3 separate regions of the Sus scrofa genome follow, and regions 1 and 2 are each linked to region 3. The links are chromatin contacts, called in public HiChIP or PLAC-seq maps. All regions are on one chromosome and are shown on one strand. Each heading gives the region's core, a stretch centred on a gene start, on an enhancer-like site or on the middle of the called end of the contact. The rest is flanking DNA. Distances are from core to core; before and after follow the strand shown. Region 1 overlaps TEAD1 (TEA domain transcription factor 1). Region 2 holds the start of TEAD1 (TEA domain transcription factor 1). Region 3 overlaps TEAD1 (TEA domain transcription factor 1).

Region 1 (2,700 bases), core at 127-2,626, 140 kb after region 3:
AAAAAAAAAAAAGTACAGCCTATGGAAAAGCACCATTGCCATCATTTGGAAATGGGTTAAAATGCAGATCCTCAAGCCAAGTCCCAGCTACACTAAATCAGAACCTGTTTTTGATTTTTGGGTTTTTTTTTGGGGGGGGGTTGCCTTTTTAAGGCCACAGGTGTGGCCTATGGAAATTCCCAGGCTAGGGGCCAGAACTTCAGTTGCCAGCCTACACCACAGTCACAGCAGTGCCGGATCCTTAACCCACTGAGTGAGGCCAGGGATCGAACCGTGTCTTCATGGATCCTAGTCAGGTTCGTTACTGCTAAGCCGCAACGGGAACTCCAGAACCTACATTTTAAAAAGATCCCTAAGTGAGGAGCTCCCATTGTGCCTCAGCATGTTAAGAATCTGACTAGTATCCACGAGGATGTGGGTTCCATCCCTGGCCTCACTCAGTGGGTTAAGGATCTGGTACTGCTGCAAGCTGCAGTGTAGGTCACAGACACAGCTCTCAGATTTGGTGTTGCTGTGGCTGTGGTGCAGGCCAACAACTGCAGCTCTGATTCGACCCCTAGCCTGGGAACTTCATATGCCACAGGTGCAGCCCTAAAAAAAAAAAAAGAAAAAAGAAAAAGAAAAAAAAAAGATCCCCAAGTGATTCCTATGCTAACAAAGTGAGGCTGCTACTGCTGGTCAACAGACTACCCTCGAAAAGCAAGAGCCAGAGGCATACTCATCCAACAAGACTGTCAAAGCCCAGAAAAGGGCCTCATCTGTTCACTCACTCAGCAGCTGTATATTAAGTTCCTATGTCATGCCAGACACTTTTCTAGGCACCAAGTCCTGTTCTAGTCAAGGTGTAATTGAATGCTAAGGATCCTCTAACACTAGGGAGAAGGGCCCATTCCAGTTGCCTGCCCACAAAAGCCAGATAACAACAACTGAAGTGCCTCTGAATTCCAGCTTCTCCAACCCTGGCCCAGCTCCTCAAATGCTTTGCAGGTGTCAGGCTGATATCTCTTCACAATGCACCAAGAACCCACCCACACAATAGCCACAGCCCAGTGGTTTGGGCAGAGCCCCTTTATAAATCTGCAGGTGCTACATTCCAAAAATATTTCTTCTTATAAAGCATGGCAGGAATTCTACAGTGAGGGAAGAAAAGGGTTCAAGAAGGGCCTTATTTTTCCCGGGGGAGAGAAGAGACTAAAACCTCTCACAGAGAGGGTTATATATTTTTTTAATGTATTTATTTTATCAACCACATGCTCACAAGTCAAACATCCCCTCAAAGACATTTTGCAGACAGAGATATTCTGGGAACATACTAGAGGCAGCTTATTTATCTGCCGCTATTATAAGACTAGCCCGAAGGGATGAGGATCAGATGCTATCTCCCACTGAAATGACTGTCTGCCTGCCTGCCACCTCCATGCCAGGTCACATCTACTTCTGCCCCCATATACCCCCAGCTTGGCCCTGCTAAACTGCCCCCCCCCGCCCCACCCCGGTCCTGTGACAGGCTTCTAATTAGTCCAGGTCACTCCCAATGGGGAGGGGTATCTGCTTGCTCCACGTGTTCTGTACCATCTTTGGGTTCAGTACACTGACAGTAAAAGTGTAATTAATACACAAACACAACATTAATACTGAACATTGCCACAGTGCTGGAAACCCTCAGGGGCTGTTAGGATCCCAGACAAACTCAGCTCTTGAATTTCATGCTCCAAAAGGCAATTATAAGGAAGTATATTCCGTGGAGTTCCCTGGTGGCCTAGCAGTTAAGGATCTGGCGTTGTCACTGTTGTGGCTCAGGTTGCTGCTGTGGTATACATTCGATCCCTGGCCTGGGATCCCTCCGCACACCTCAGGTTCAGTCAAAAAAAAAAAAAAAAAAAAAAGAAAAGAAAAAAAGAGAGAGAGAGAAAAGAGAAAGAAAGTATACTCTAGTCAGCTATGACTGTCTCCAAGCTCTCTCCATTGCTATCCTTAATCAAGTTATCCTTTAGGTCACAAGATTTAGCAATTAGGAATGCTTTCCCTACCCCCTGCAGTCTTCTCTACCTTAACCAGGTAACCGACTCCTTCCCCACAGTGAGCATCTTAAGGGCAGGGGCTCCCTGCAGCACAGCATCTCTGGAGACCAGCAGATAACCTGACACATCCAGGTCTTCAGTAAATACTGACAGAACGGCAAATCATTCATCAAGTATCTAATGAGCGTTGAATTTTAGGATTATAATACTAAATGCTTGAGGATAAAATAGAAATAAAGAAGTGGTTAGCCCTGGTTGGCCTTCGGAGACAAAATCAAACAGGGAACAAAGACTATGGAAGTCTGGATCCAAACTCCGAAGTGAGGAGTGAGGGAATTCCTGGAGTAGAGCAAGCCAAGTGCAACAGAAATGGAATTTTCTTTATCCATGGCATCTCACACAGATCCACCCCCAGTCTGTAATTCATCGTGGGTTGAATGCATTTACCACACACCAACCTCTTACTCTGCATTTGGTCAAATTTCTCATCTTTTAAAATAACAGTATCAACTGTATGGTGTATCTTGTCTCCAACCTAAACTGTTTTATTACAAGGAGAACCACAGCTCATAATGGGGTGTGCTTCTCATAGGCATTCTTGCCTTCATTCTCAGCCCCAGCTGGAAGGCTCTTAGTGCCACATTAGAGAGAAGGGCAGGGAGTTGCAGAGATGTGCAGG
Region 2 (2,700 bases), core at 27-2,526, 200 kb after region 3:
ATTTCATTGTTCCATAAATATTTTTATACAGTGACACCATTCAACTTTAAATAAATCTTTAAAAAGAAAGAATTAAAAAGCAAAAGAAAATAATGATCTGGATTTTATTTATTTTCGTAGGAGGAAAATAAGGAAGGTGTGAGCCCTCCATTGTTTTCAACTCATTTAAAATGCTTCTTCGGTTTTTAAAAAACACATTTTAAAAGAAAAAAAAGGAAACTCATACAAGTTGAACTTTCTTTAAAGCGGGCCTCTGCACTTCTGAACAAAACAAATGTTGCTGCTACGAACAAAGACTAGAAGTGCACCCTGATTTTCTCCCCTCCTGGGGAATCATTTCTCTTCCAATAAACAAACAAATCCCCCAGTATTTCCTACCAAAGGGAAGTTTTCCAAGGAGAGTCTCCTCCAGGGTTTGGTGGTAACTGCGACTCAGTCTTTTTTGGACACAATGTTTCTGCTGACTCCTGAAAATTTTCCACTTGAATGTGCAATGAAGCAGCGGCGGCGGTAGCAACAGTCCTGGAGAAGCGGCAAAGACGACCGTGCCTCCTTTCATCTTTGAGAAGGAACGAAACCTCCGCCAGCAGCGCAAGTCGGCTCAGACCCCGGGCGGGCCTCGGGGGCCCCGGCGCCTGGGGCGGCCAGGGAGACGCGGTGGGGGGAGTCGGGCCGGCTTGGGGCTCCCAGGCGGCGCCGGCGGCTCTCCCCGCCCGCGCTCGCTCCGAACTTCTGACTTCTCCCAGAAGAACGTGTAAACTGCCCGAGGGTGTGTGCGTGTGCGCGCGGGCTGGCGGACAGGCGCGAGAGGGGGGCGCGGGGGGCGCGGCGCGGCCGCCCCGGCGCCTCCCGGCCGCTGGCGGGGCCGCCTGTTGCCGCGCGGGTTCCTCAGCGCGCGGCCCAACTTGGCGTCCCGGGAACTCGCGCCGCGGCGCCGAGCCGCTCACCTTGAAGGGGCGCGGGGAGGAGGGCGCGGGGGCCCGGCCCCAGTCCTCCGCGTGCCCGCTCACCCGCCGCACACAAAGCAGAGCCCCGAGAGAAAAAGCGGCCCGAGCCGGACGCCGCCGTCCCCCCGCCCCGACGCCCGGCGCACCCCCCGCACCCAGCATCAGCCCCGCGCGCCAACTTACCTCGGCGAAGGGAGCCGCCGCAGCGCCCGGCGAGTCCGAGGCAAACTTCGGCGCTGCTTCCCTCGCTTTCAGCTCGGAGCCCGGCTCCCTCCCCGGCTCCCAGTCCCCGGGCTGGGCCACCCCACCCCTGTTAGCACTGCTCCTGCCCCGGGGCCGGCTGGGCGTACGGGGCTGCTGCCCGCGGCTCCGGGCAAAGGTGGACGGGGTGGGGGGCTTCACTGCATGGCCTGTCCCCGGACGCGGCCGCCCCGGGCCCGGGCCCCGCCGCGCGGACTGGCCCGCAGGGTGGAAGCGAGTCTGCAAAGTGCTTGGTGGGCGCCCGCGGCGGGCGGCGGGGCCGCGGCGGCGGCTGCAGAGGCTCGGCTCGGCTCGGGCGGCGCGGCAAGGCGCGAGCGATGCTAAGAATGTTCGGAATGAGGACAGGAATGAAATGAACGCCAGGACCGAACTCGCTCCGGAGGGGTGGGGCCTCGGTGACGTCATGCGGCCTGCCGCCCGGGGCCGGGGGCGGGGCCTGCCGCCGCCGGTGACGTCATGGGGATTCGGGGCGGGCCCGGCTCCGCCGCCTAGCCGTTGGGGCGCGGGCTCCCCCCGGAGGAGCGGCGGGGCGGAGTCTCGCGCCCACGGGGGAGCCGGGCGCGCGCGGGAGCCGCCCTGCCCCCTCCGGGAGCGGGCTCCGGGCTTTGTCCCGAGCTGGGCGGGGCGGACTGGGGAGGGCGCCTTGGCTGTGCCAGCGCTGCGCGGAAAACTGTGGAAACCTAGGTTCCCTCCGTGGGGCGGGCGATGAGGTCCGAGCTGCGCTCGAAGCTCCTGCAGTGCCTCAGTTTCCCTCCTCCGGGACGCGGAAGGTTGGGCTGCTGCCTACAGCGCTCCTGGTCTCGCGGAAGTCTGCAAGGGTGGGGAAGAGAAGTTTCTCTTCTGGAAATTTACGTTGTTCTCTAGCACGGTGGACGCCTTCCCGGGGCCGGATTCCCAGCCTGCAATTGCTTTCCCTCTTTTTCACTTTATAAAAGTTCAGGGCTCTCGCTCAAGTCGAAGTCAGCCCTACTGTTGAGAAGGGAAACCTTTAGCATAGCGGGGGGGAAAAGATAATTGCTGGGTTTGTAATAATCCTGCCCCGCTAACACGGTCTCCTCCAAGTCGCTCAAGAAATCAAGTTCACTAATCCCTGCGAATTGTGCTTTTCGAAAGCAATGAGTCAGGTAAAAATCCCTAACTCTTTAATGCTGCATCCTGCACCTTCACGTCACTTTTTTTTCTTTTTCTTTTTTTTTTTTTTTCTTTTTGCTTTGTGGGTAAACTTCGCTTACACCTAGACTAACTTTAACTGTATCTTTGGAGATAGTGACAGTAAAGTGACATAGTAGACACTGTGGGTAAATCAGAAAGCAACTAGGTTTGGAGTAATTGTAACTGGCAGTTTCACTTAGATCCAAGTAGCAAAGCGATCCCTGTGCTGTTAACCCCTTTCCTTGGGGCATTTTGCTCTCCTTTCCAGTTGGGACCCCAGGATCAATAATGCCGCCTTTTTTCAGCCTCCTGTTTTGTGTGACCCAGGAATCCCCTAAAT
Region 3 (2,705 bases), core at 160-2,659:
CCTGTGTGGTCCCCACGCCCCCAGATGCACCTCACTGCTCTGTGGGATGATTTGCTGCCTGTTTGGTTCCCCATCTCATCTCCCATCTCAGGCCTCCAGCCAGATGATGGCCTTCAAGGTTCCTTCTCTGTGGAAATTCTCTACCTTCTCTATGCTGAGCTCTAAGGCACCTCCTCCACGGGGCTTTCTTTAATTCTCCCGCACTCAAAATTAATCATTCTTTTCACTGTGTGGTCTTTGCACTATTCTGTTAAACAGAGCCCCGGGAGTTCCCATTGTGGCTCAGCGGGTTGTGAACCTGTCTAGAATCCATGAGGATGCAGGTTTGATGCCTGGTCCCACTCATTGGATTAAGGATCTGGTATTGCTGTGAGCTGCGGTGTAGTCGCAGATGTGGCTCGGATCCTGCGTTGCTGTGACTGTGGTGCAGGCCAGCAGCTGCAGCTCTGATTAGACCCCCTAGCCTGGAAACTTCCATATGCCTCAAAGCGTAGCCCTAAAAAGCAAAAAAAAAAAAAAAAAAATTTAAACAGAGCCTCCTATGTCCTATGTGGGGACAATGTACTGAAAATCTTGTATTTTCTACAAAATGTAGCCAAAAACAACAGAAAGAAGGAGTGATCCTCAGGAACAGAGACTCTACTTATTCAAATGTATATGCCCAACATCTACTAAAGGATCTAGAACACACGGATTCTCAATGGAAAGTTACTGAATTCAGGAATCATTTCTGCACTTTTAAAGTTCAAATCTACATAGAAATCATAAGTTCTTACTAAAAATAATTTTTTTTAACAAAAATTAAAGTCTACACATTCGGAGGTGACTTGGCTCACACACAAGCACTGTAAGAAACACTGCACTTAGCAGAAGTATAAAGCTGACCTTTGAAACTTATCCTAACAGAATTTCAGGAGCATGACTTCTGCAGCTAGGATGACTCATCTGTTACCGTGACAGGAGAATAACCACTCTCTTTGGAGTCTGTTTACTTCAGAAACATTAGGCAGAATAGGCTATGGAACGTAGAAAACATGGGCTTTTAAAGGGACCCCTGACCTGGCCTATAAAGGCTCGGGGGGTGGGGGGGCTGAGAGGCGATCGTTTCCTCTTCCTTCTGCCTAAAGCAGTGTGGGTTTCCAAACCTTATACAACATAACCAGCCAAAGAGGCCACTGCTAAGGATGAGAGAGTCTAAGCTTTAATTAAAACAGCTTTTCCTCTTTTATGTATTGACATTTTCAAATAAGATTTCAATCTGAAATATGAGTCTCAATGCTTAAAAAAAAAGGCTGAAAAACCACTAGCCTAAAGAATTCTACTAGAAGTGAATCCCCAGGAAGTGAAGAGAGGCTCAGAGGCTCAGAGCCAAGAGGGCCCCACAGGCCCCACACCTGGCACTGGCCCCAGGTGTGAGCAATTCACTCTTTCAAACTCAGAGGGAGGACAAGGAAATAAAGCTTGGCTTCAGTCTTCAGAGGAGGGCCACAGGCCTTTGTCCACCCTAGAGAACAGAAATCCTTTGACTTCTGAGCATGTGGAGCAGTGGTGAGTAGCCCAGCTGGGGCAGGCATGGCAAGGACGATCCCTGAGAAGGCCAGTCAGTAGCCACCTCCTCCAGGAAGCCTTACTACATCCTCTCAGACAAAGCACAGCACTTCTTGTGAGTGCAGACACTTCCTGCCACCCCCACCCCTTGCCCAGAAGTTCTCTCTGTGGTCTGCTGAGATGACGTCAACTTTCTGTAGTGAGTTTATCTCCTTAGCCAGTGTAGGAGGCCAAGAAGTCCAAGGCTATCAGCCTGACCCCACAAGGAATCCAGCGAGCATGCTCATCCCCGCCTCCCATGGATGTCAGTCTCCAGAGCTGAACAAGAAAGTGCAGATGGAACGGCGAGATCTGCCCTTCCTACAAGGCTGACGGTCCTGAGCCTGGTAATGGCTAGGTGGGAAGGTACAGGAGAGCATCTTTAACCCAAATGCCCGCAGAAGGTGAAGGCAGCAGCATCTCTGCAGGCAGGTGACAGTCACCGTATTCTCCTCGACTATCTTTTAACTCCCTCTGAGGGGCAACGCAGCCACTCCGCAGCCAGCACCACCTCAGCCCCTGAGTTACCGGCATCACAGCATTGATCGCAGTTTAAAAGTCCACACCTTGACCAAAGGCTCAATGTTAAAGAGTCATCCTACTTCTAACGTGTGGGGGTTGAGGGAAGGCCGGGAAATAAGGGCTGCATGCCCAGTTCCAAGGGGAGTGAGGGCTTGTGACAGGTTACCCATACTGTTTTCTGATGTGAAACCTGCTGCCTGAAAACCACAGCAGCCTCCACTAGATGAAACCCAGTCTCAAAGAGCTCTGGTTTAGAATGCAGAAAGATCTGAGTTCAAATTCTGATTTCACCCATCCCTAAGCTGGGTGGCTTTGGGTGAGCCCTGGTTTCCTACGTATTATTCCTCACAATCTGAGGACCAGAACTCACTTTGCAGTGAGCTGACGCGGGAAAAGCCATAGGGGGCTTTGTGTGGCACGAACGCCAGGCTCCCATCCCCAGACTCTGCAGCACCGTCTCTAAGCAGCTCGTCCCCGGGATTCCCCGCACATTTAATTTTGGCTCTTTCTGTGAACACTTATCCCACAGTGCCCTATATTTCACATTCCCATTTCCACAGCCAGCTCTGTGAATAGGGGATTGGTTGTTAACTGCC

Evidence for each region. HiChIP or PLAC-seq counts read pairs in DNA pulled down with a chosen protein or histone mark.
Region 1: a contact with region 3 is called in an H3K27ac HiChIP or PLAC-seq map of skeletal muscle. The contact joins two enhancer-like sites. A contact is called at or near these places in 2 of 47 Hi-C or Micro-C datasets (embryonic fibroblasts and heart right ventricle) and 1 of 2 datasets of contacts at active chromatin or transcription factors (skeletal muscle).
Region 2: a contact with region 3 is called in an H3K27ac HiChIP or PLAC-seq map of skeletal muscle. The contact joins the promoter of TEAD1 here to the enhancer-like site in region 3. A contact is called at or near these places in 1 of 5 promoter capture datasets (fetal skeletal muscle), 8 of 47 Hi-C or Micro-C datasets (brain, embryonic fibroblasts, epiblast stem cells and 4 more) and 1 of 2 datasets of contacts at active chromatin or transcription factors (skeletal muscle).

Annotation. Positions count from the first base shown.
Region 1 is chr2:46,608,600-46,611,299 of Sscrofa11.1, forward strand. All of the region lies in intron 1 of TEAD1 (TEA domain transcription factor 1), which reads right to left. Among named protein-coding and RNA genes, the nearest start is that of TEAD1, 60 kb to the right of the region's middle. Within about 2 kb of position 1,377, at least 1 of the 83 cell types and tissues checked has an H3K27ac peak or open chromatin away from gene starts, as enhancers often do. A contact at or near this core is called in skeletal muscle, where this site is marked.
Region 2 is chr2:46,668,992-46,671,691 of Sscrofa11.1, forward strand. TEAD1 (TEA domain transcription factor 1) reads right to left here and starts at 1,277. Exons shown (of 14, transcript NM_001142669.1): 1 at 1,131-1,277. LOC102164222 (a long non-coding RNA gene) reads left to right here and starts at 682. Exons shown (of 6, transcript XR_002341571.1): 1 at 682-769.
Region 3 is chr2:46,465,257-46,467,961 of Sscrofa11.1, forward strand. The region is part of intron 5 of TEAD1 (TEA domain transcription factor 1); the gene reads right to left. Among named protein-coding and RNA genes, the nearest start is that of RASSF10, 130 kb to the left of the region's middle. Within about 2 kb of position 1,410, at least 26 of the 83 cell types and tissues checked have an H3K27ac peak or open chromatin away from gene starts, as enhancers often do. A contact at or near this core is called in embryonic fibroblasts, omental adipose tissue, retroperitoneal adipose tissue and 1 more, where this site is marked.